3 separate regions of the Mus musculus genome follow, and regions 1 and 2 are each linked to region 3. A link is a contact called in public Hi-C and HiChIP or PLAC-seq data. All regions are on one chromosome and are shown on one strand. Each heading gives the region's core, a stretch centred on a gene start, on an enhancer-like site or on the middle of the called end of the contact. The rest is flanking DNA. Distances are from core to core; before and after follow the strand shown.

Region 1 (2,833 bases), core at 224-2,723, 390 kb after region 3:
TTTTATGTTGAATAACAATATTTTCACCTTAAATATCTTCTCCCCTACTTCCTTTCCACCTCATTTTTACCTGGCAAAATTTACACAAGTGTCATCTTTTTAGTGATTCCATAAATGATAATGGATTCCTTTTTCATTGCAGGCATTATTTAGGTACTGAGGGTATAGAAATAGATTCAATAGTCAACCAGCCCTGCTCTCCTAGAGTTGATTGCTACTGGTGGAGATTGATAGTAACACATATGTAAGTGCTGAGGAGCAAATAAGGCTGGTTTTCTCTCTCTCTCTCTCTCTCTCTCTCTCTCTCTCTCTCTCTCTCTCTCTCTCTCTCTCTCTCTCTCTCTCCCTCTCTCTCTCTCTCCCCCTCTCTCTGTCTCTGTCTCTGTGTGTGTGTGTTGAGGGGCAGGGTTTCACAGCCTAGTTTAGGTTGACCTCAGATTAGCACTTTCCAGTCTCAGCCCCTGTGTCTCCTGATGCTGTCCCTAGTCTGTTCATGACAGCAGTGCACGGTCACCGCTTAGAGCTCCCTCTTCCTAATGCTGCCACAGTGACAAATCTCAAGGTGTGTTTTTGGTTTTTATTTTGTTTTGTTTTGTTTTTGTCTTTGTTTTCTAGTGTTTTTTGCTTGAGCGGGTATTGAACCTTTGAATACATGCTAAGCAAGTGCTATAGCACTGAGCTACATCCCCACCCTTGCACATGGACTCTTGAGGGACAGATATTGAAGCTGTAGAAGTACATGTGCTTATGGGCAGAGGGAGACTGTTGCAACCATCGTACAACCCCCTAGATCACAATCTACTCTTAGTCACTGTGCCCAGCCAGCCTCTCTTAATTCTGTTGTTCCAGAGTGTTGGGGGGCAAGCATGTTTTATTAATGGTGTGTTGTTGTAGTTAGCTAGGTTAGTTTGTAGTTAGCTTGGTTTGGGTATGCACTTCCCATAGTTCTGTGGGTTAAATAAGATGGCCCTCCTTGGGACACTTGGATCCTGGCCCCGTGTGATGCCTGGACTTGCCTTTCCTTGTCTTTCCTCCTCCTCCATGGAAGGAAGAGGTCTCTTTGGGCAGAACTCTTCCGAGGGTAGAGAACAGATCCTCTGCAGCCTGCATTTAGAATCAGCAGAAGGCCTGCATTGCTGTTATTTAGCAGTAGCAGAAGGGTCTGCATCGCTGCTGGGTATTTTATTTTGGTGACTCACTAAGGGCAACGTGCTCCATAGAAAGGGGCTGTACATTATAAACTGATTCCAGGTAATAATTGGACAAATGATCAGACTCCATTTTTATTCCCCTCTGGGGAAGACATGTGTCAGGACTCGCTAAAGCGGAAGCATCCGAGGGGCTTTGCTGCCAGCTTCTCAGCCTTAGTGCCGCAGTGCTTGATTAGAGAGGAGAGAAGCCAAATCCGGCAGGAGGCGGCCAGCAGACCTGGTATCTGTTTGCCACCTCTTGCTCCAAAAAAGCCTTACTGCAGAGTTGCCATGGCAGCAGGAGGCAATTTAATGGCAAGGGCTCATCTCTGGATCCGCACTGCTGTGCCCAGCTTTTCCCCCTGGCCTTCAGTTTGATCAGCTGCTTACACCAGGGCCTTACTGTGAGGTGTCCTTGTAGCTACACATTGCCTTATGGAGCAAAGTGTGAGATCCCCTGAATTCTCAGGACAGCCACCTCTCCCCCCCACCCCCCAAACACTTCTCCTCGGCACATATCTCTTTGATGTTCCACCCTAGAGTCAGCCCTATCCGATCATTTGCAGTTCCTTAAATATGCTCTTTCATGCTTCTGCGCTTTTAGGCATGCGGTTTCCTCTGCCCGAGTGCTCCCTTCCCCATCTGTCTGGAAAATTCCTACTCAATTTCAAAATGCAGCTTAGACTCCTCCTCCCCCTCCCTCATGCTCTCTCTCACCCTCTTTCCTCCTTGCAGATCTGTACAGCTTCTACAGCCATCTCAACCTCGTCACGTGGGGTTGAAATGACTCGTTGTACTCCTGCCTCTTTTTCTGTAGTCTGAGAGTTATTTGCATTCAAAATTTGTGTTTTGTAGATTTTTGCACTGAAAGGGCCTTTCCTGGGAGTAATATGTAACAATGTTTGTGGAATTACGGGATGCTTTTTTGTGAATTAAGTCCTGTCTAATGCTAATCCTTTGAGTGCTGTTCCCTACAAAGGTAAACCACTGCATTGTAAGTAGTCAGAGTTCCTTCTGCTACAGACCTGATGGACCAGCCAGCCATCAACCTGACACTGGTGGCTGTGCCCTGTCTTTCCAGTTAGGATCAGAGAGAATAACATTTGTGGGTCAGACTTTACGTCTATGCGATCTCCAATTGTTACCCACCATCTGGATCCCTCCGTGGGCTATTGAATTGTAGTATGCTGAGGACACAGCCTCTGAGGCTTTGTGAGATACAGTAACTCCTTGGTAAATCTCATTTTCTCTACCTTCTTCTCTTCTTGGTGGGGACAGTAAAAGCCAAATAGAGGTTCAAGCCACCGTTAAACATGTAGCAGCATCTAACTGGGTTTCATCATCTCACTCTGAGCACAGCTTTTCAAGTTACTCCTTTCCTGTGGCTCTTTTCCTTTTCCTGACCGCCTGTGATTTATGGCTTGCGCCTTCCCTGTTGCCCATTCTCATGTTTGGTGCCTATGTCCTGTGTACTGTGCAGACACGCTGCTTTTTGTGGGTATTCTAACCTTTCTTTCCTCCTGGAAAGAATTTGGTATTTCCAGATTTCCAAGTTAGAATAGATTTTGCTTCATTTCTTCTTCAAATAACCCCAGAACCCACCTGAACTGAGCCTGTGCTTAAACCCCTCCCCCACCGGTCTC
Region 2 (2,862 bases), core at 299-2,798, 290 kb after region 3:
ACATACAGCAAAGCAAAGCACACAGTTGTTGCCTGCCCCCCCATTCCCCACCCCCAGGAAAATAACTCACTTGTGGTATTTAGGTGACAATATAATCTTTCATTTGTATGCTCTGTCCAATAAAAATAAGTTTTCATTTCACACCATAGTTATCATTTCCCAATTTGAAAATCTGCTACAGATTTCCAGCCAGAGAGCTGACTTCCTGAAAGAACTGAAATGTTTAGATCTTTTTCTCAGAGTGTTTTAAGCTGAAAAGGAAATAGGTCTAGAGACCTAGGAAAATAGCTCCTGCTTGAAGACTGATGATCTGGGAGGCTGTCATTGAGAAATGCCTACTTAATGAATCACCAGTCTGAGAATGAATCACCGTGCTCTGTAAATCCCAAGAAGCCTGTATTCGCAGGGAAGAGCAGAACAGGGTAGAGAAATGCATATTTTATATTTACTTATATAATATGCTCAAGGGGCTCCATGTAACGCCAGTTAATCACCCCTCACTAACAGATGAGTTTCAGATTTACCCATCCCCGAGCTGAGTAGCTAGGCTCTCAGTTCCACCACAGAGCTGAGACAGAATGGAATGAATAGATGATCTTATGCTTTGATCTTCTGTCACGGGTGGAGGGAGGAAATTGACACAGGGTCTTCCATAGCCCAGGGTCTCCTGCAGTCCAGGCTGGTGTTGAATTTGCCAAGTATCTGCAGATTTGAACTCTTGATCCCATTGCCTCTGCCTTTAGGGGGCTGTGATTACAGGAGCTTAGATCTCAAATGTTCCCAGAAAGCATGTTTGTTAAAGGCTTGTCTTCAAGCTGATGGGACTATTGGGAGCTGATAGGAAATAGTGGGAAGAAGTAGTAGGGGTGTGCCCTTGAACCTTGAAGCATATACTGGGACCCAAACTCACCCTCTCTGTCTCTGTCTCTTTCTCTGTCTCTCTGTCTCTCTCTCTCTGTTTCTCTCTCTGTTTCTCTCACTATTTTTTGTTTCTGTCTCTCTCTCTGTTTCTCTCTCTCTCTCTCTCTCTCTCTCTCTCTCTCTCTCTGTCTCCCTCTCTCTCTCACTCTCTCCCTCATCCTTTCTGGCTGCCAAGAGGCAAACAGACCTCCTCTGTCATGTGGCCCCCAGCCATGCTATTCTGCCATCACAAGCCCAAAGCAACAGGACAAATGACCACAGATGACGGAAACCTCTGAAAACCATGAGCCAAAATAATTCTTCCTTTCAAGTCGTTTACCTTGGATAGCATTCACAGCAAAGCAAAATAAATACAAGTGACTGGCAGCCCACTGCTTGTTATTTGTCTACTTGTCCTAACTTACCATGGTTGAAAGGAAAGATTATATCAAGCCTTTTTGCTCTAATTTTGAGCACAGACATGAAGGTCTCTAGAGCAATGTTGTCTTGAAGATTAGTAATGATGAAAAAGATCGTTTTCTGCCATGTCTAACAAAGTAGCTGTGACGGTAGCTAGTGTAAGCTTGAAATGCAACGAGTGTGAAGAGAGCTGGATTTCCTCTTTTATTTTAGAGTGGTTATGGGGGGAGGAGCTAACACATTGCATAATGCAGCTCTAAAATGCATATGGGGGGTGGGAAGATGGCTCAGTCAGTATAGTGTTTACCTTGTGAGCATGAGGACCTGAGTTTGTTCCCAGAACCCACATAGAAATGCCAGGGGTAGTGTCACACACATTCAATCCTAGAGCTAAGGATTGGATTCTACCGGTGCACTCCCGTTTCATTCCACAGACCAACCATCCTAGCCTACTTGGCAAGTTCAAGGTCAGTGACAGACCCTGTCTAAAAAGAAAAAAAAAGTGGTTAGCACCCTAAGAACACCACCAGTGGTTGGCTTCCCCTCCATACACATGCATAACACCTGCACATACATGAATACATACACACACACAATATATATATATATATATATATATATATATATATATATATATATATATATATATGGTTGAAGAGATGATTCATCACTTAAGAGCACTAACTGCTCATCCAGAGGACCTAGGTTTGATTCAAAAAGCCTACATGGCAACTTGCCACCATTTGTAACTCCAGCCCTGCCCTGGAAAATCCAGTGCTCTCTTCTGGCATCCAGAAGTACTAGACACTTACATGGTGCACAGACAAATATGTAGGCAAAACACTATTGACTTAAAATTATATATGTTATCAGTTTATCCAGAAAAGGCAACCAACAGTGGTCCAAATGTGATTTAAAAAAAAAAAGTACGTAGGTGGAAAAACATTATGAACTAACCAGTACCCCGGAGCTCTTGACTCTAGCTGCATATGTATCAAAAGATGGCCTAGTCGGCCATCACTGGAAAGAGAGGCCCATTGGACACACAAACTTTATATGCCCCAGTACAGGGGAATGCCAGGGCCAAAAAAAATGGGAATGGGTGGGTAGGGAAGTGGGGGGGAGGGTATGGGTGACTTTTGGGATAGCATTGGAAATGTAATTGAGGAAAATAAGTAATAAAAAATATTAAAAATTTAAAAAAAAGTACGGTAAATAGATGGGAAGGTATTTGTATGGAAAACCACAGGCCATGGGCATCTCTATTATATTATGTATAGACAATTTCTTTCCTAGCCCAAGTTCCATCTGGTAGCAGAGTGGAGGCTGGAAAGGATCCACCACTCGGCCTTCCTGTTGCCTAGGTGGCTATCTGTACTCTGTCTTTTTTTTTTTTTTTTTTGTTTAAGTTCATAAAGGAGAAGTGAGAAGAGAAATGTCCTTATGCAAATTAGGACCCTTATGACTACATTTTCCGGTTTGCTTTCTGTTGCTATGATGAAACACTGACCAAAAGCAACTTAGGGGAGGAAAGCATTCATC
Region 3 (2,783 bases), core at 128-2,627:
CAAAGAACCAAATTCAGTAGTCCACTAAAAATATAAAGTTCCACTCAAACACAGGCACATCAATGCTCACTGAAGCTCTGTTCGTAACAGCTAAGTTAGAGAACCAATCTAGGGGGTCCAACCACAGAGAAAGAGGAGAAATACTTTTCAGCCATAGAGAACAAAGCTATGGCTTTTTTGAGATAATACATATAGTCAGAGATAATCCTATTAATCAAATTAAGTTAGTCTCAGAAAGAGAGATACTCTATGCTTTTCTCTCACTTATGGGTCCTAGGTTTCATATAAATACATAGAACAGAAAATAGAAGCAAATTGTCTAGGAACACAGAAGGAATAATGCCAAAGGAGGGTTGAGCAGAGGAGAGGAGAGGGTATGTGAGGAGCATCTTTAACATGTAGAATAAACCTATGTAAGTATGGCCTTACATGACATGGGACCAAACATACAATGCATACATACCTATGTTTAGTATGTCCTTTATGGCATAGGACAATACAATGCACACCTATGAATGTACCCTTACATAACATAGGACCAAACATACAATACCTATTTATGTGAATACACCCTTATATGACACGGGACCAAACATACAGAGCATACCTATGTGAGCAAATCCTTATATGACATGAAACGATGTACAATGAATTTATACTATTGGGGGATATCTTTTAATGCAAAATGGCGTTGCTACCCTGTCCAACCTTGTCTGTAGACAGAGTCAATTGAACACTGTCTTTTGGGACTTCCGTGCAACTGAGGTGGGCGGGCTTGAAGCACAAAGCTTTCAGGGAGAACCAAACTCTATGCCCAAGCTGCTCTCTGCCACCCACAGGGTAAACGAATCTCATACAGGAAAGGCAGGAGACATGTGACACTGTTGTCTGGTGGTCACAAGTCAAGCTTTTTAAAAAGCAGCCTGATATTGTGAGCTAACATGGCTTTCTGTAATTGAATGCAATTGTATTTTCTATGCTTGTCTGGGTAAAGTTGACCTTTGGTTTGATTTAGCTCAAGCAATATTTCAACAGTGCACTGGGGCACTGCTTTGGCTAGAGCCAGGCCTCTGCCCTGGATGGCAACCAACAGCCCAGGCTCTGGGGCACAGCCGGGCTTTGACAGGTCTGGGGAAATGTTCAGGGAGATGAAAGGTTTCAAACTATAAAACTCTAAAATCTCAAGTCAAAACTTTTGACAAGCACACACAGGACATGAATTACAATCACCCGAAGATTTTTACAGGCTTCTCAATTTTAATGACATGCTGACACGCGTCATCAGATCTCACAACAAGATGACACATGGGTGTCAGGTATGAGGACAGAAGACTAGAGTTCGGGGCTGTAAACCCAACTTGAGCAACTGCTCTGATGAAACAAAGGGCAGAATTTCAGGCAAAAGGGAGAAGTAGCTGTGAGTCACGAGATGGTCTTTAGAGCTAGGCCTCCGGGAAAAGTCCCCTAGTGTCTGCTACGCAGGAAGCTTGGACGCGTAGCCTAAAAGGGAAGGAAAGCTGACAGAAGCTCTCTCATCCTCCTCACCCCAGCCTGTCTGTGTGTGGGGACCTCGTAGGTGTCAAGGGCAGCTCTCCCTAGGATGTAACAGCGACAAAGTATGAAAGACTGAAATTCTACTCTTGCCAGCCGTTGCCAATGGTGGTTTCTCAGGCAAGGTACTTAGCCTCTCTGAATTTCATGTGCACAAAGAGAAATGGCCTTCCTCCCGTAACTGCAAACACAGTGAAGGAAGGAAGAGATCTCACACTTCCTGTGTATCAGGTTGGTATGGGAAGGCCTTGTTCCTATTGGCTCATTTCCTTGAGGAGTCCCATCCCTGGGGAGGTGCTAGCATTGTCACCTCTTGAGGAAAGTGAGGCACAGGAATGTTACATGGTTAGGCATGGGTATAACTGACCAACTACAGAAGCCAGGCTTGAACCCAGCCATCCTGACTCTCACGTTCAGGGGATATTTAAAAGTTATTCACTGTTCATCAACACCTGTTCTCCAACCCCTGCCTCAGCCAAGTTCCTTGCCTTATCACCACAACCACCCTGGCTCCTGGAGTTTATGTCTTATCAGGACTTGTCAGTATCAACAGACAGGCAAAATGGCACGGCCATTTTCCCTAACTGAAAACCCTTGGCTTGCAGATGGAAAGGCACAGATAACCTGGGTCCAAGCCACAATGGAAAGGCCAAGCCAGCCACGCCATTGCCTCAACACAACACCTAGCTAAAGAGACAGAGACAAGCAGACATAACTCAGCATACACAACACTGCCCTGGATCTCCTCCCCTCTCAACCTCAACAACCTAGACACATAATCCAGTCCAGAGCCCAAGATTCACCCTGGTTCTTTCTCGGAAAAGTTTTCAGAGCTAGAGGGCATCTGCACCCTGGAGAGAAAACATCTGAAAAGCCCCTGAACCAGAGATGGGGCAGGGGTAGGGGTTATCAACTGTCCATAGTCTGTACTAATGGAAGCAGAAGAGAACATAGGCTGCAACAGAAAACCATGTGGGGTGGACAGTGCCCGACTTGAAAGAGCACAGCTCTCATGGAGGGTGTCACTTCCATGGGCTGTGGAGCACAGGCACACACAGGTACAGCCCATCCCTCAACCGCCCCAGCAACCTTTCCTGACCCAAACACAAAGGACCAGAAAAATAGTCGTCTGCAGTCCCTAAAGTACCTTCTGGGCTTCAGGACTTAAAGTGTATCAATGTGGCTGTCACTTGGGACAGAGCCAGACACCCAGAGAGCTAAGAACTAAGAAC

What was found. A called contact is a pair of places that touch in the nucleus more often than the background predicts. HiChIP or PLAC-seq counts read pairs in DNA pulled down with a chosen protein or histone mark.
Region 1: a contact with region 3 is called in an H3K4me3 HiChIP or PLAC-seq map of bone marrow-derived macrophages, with 4 times the contacts expected there. The contact joins two enhancer-like sites. A contact is called at or near these places in 1 of 15 datasets of contacts at CTCF or cohesin (the NIH/3T3 cell line), 3 of 484 Hi-C or Micro-C datasets (the AtT-20 cell line, bone marrow-derived macrophages and brain) and 3 of 115 datasets of contacts at active chromatin or transcription factors (SST interneurons, bone marrow-derived macrophages and microglia).
Region 2: a contact with region 3 is called in a Hi-C map of bone marrow-derived macrophages, with 36 read pairs. The contact joins two enhancer-like sites. A contact is called at or near these places in 3 of 15 datasets of contacts at CTCF or cohesin (the G1E-ER4 cell line, the NIH/3T3 cell line and pro-B cells), 6 of 484 Hi-C or Micro-C datasets (the G1E-ER4 cell line, bone marrow-derived macrophages, embryonic stem cells and 3 more), 1 of 115 datasets of contacts at active chromatin or transcription factors (embryonic stem cells) and 1 of 9 other capture datasets (embryonic stem cells).

Annotation. Positions count from the first base shown.
Region 1 is chr4:53,510,853-53,513,685 of GRCm38.p6, forward strand. The region is part of intron 3 of Slc44a1 (solute carrier family 44, member 1); the gene reads left to right. Among named protein-coding and RNA genes, the nearest start is that of Slc44a1, 72 kb to the left of the region's middle. Within about 2 kb of position 1,474, at least 146 of the 459 cell types and tissues checked have an H3K27ac peak or open chromatin away from gene starts, as enhancers often do. A contact at or near this core is called in bone marrow-derived macrophages and microglia, where this site is marked.
Region 2 is chr4:53,409,398-53,412,259 of GRCm38.p6, forward strand. No RefSeq gene overlaps it. Among named protein-coding and RNA genes, the nearest start is that of Gm12496, 7.0 kb to the left of the region's middle. Within about 2 kb of position 1,549, at least 74 of the 459 cell types and tissues checked have an H3K27ac peak or open chromatin away from gene starts, as enhancers often do. A contact at or near this core is called in bone marrow-derived macrophages and neutrophils, where this site is marked.
Region 3 is chr4:53,119,149-53,121,931 of GRCm38.p6, forward strand. The region is part of intron 5 of Abca1 (ATP-binding cassette, sub-family A (ABC1), member 1); the gene reads right to left. Among named protein-coding and RNA genes, the nearest start is that of Abca1, 39 kb to the right of the region's middle. Within about 2 kb of position 1,378, at least 84 of the 459 cell types and tissues checked have an H3K27ac peak or open chromatin away from gene starts, as enhancers often do. A contact at or near this core is called in bone marrow-derived macrophages, microglia and neutrophils, where this site is marked.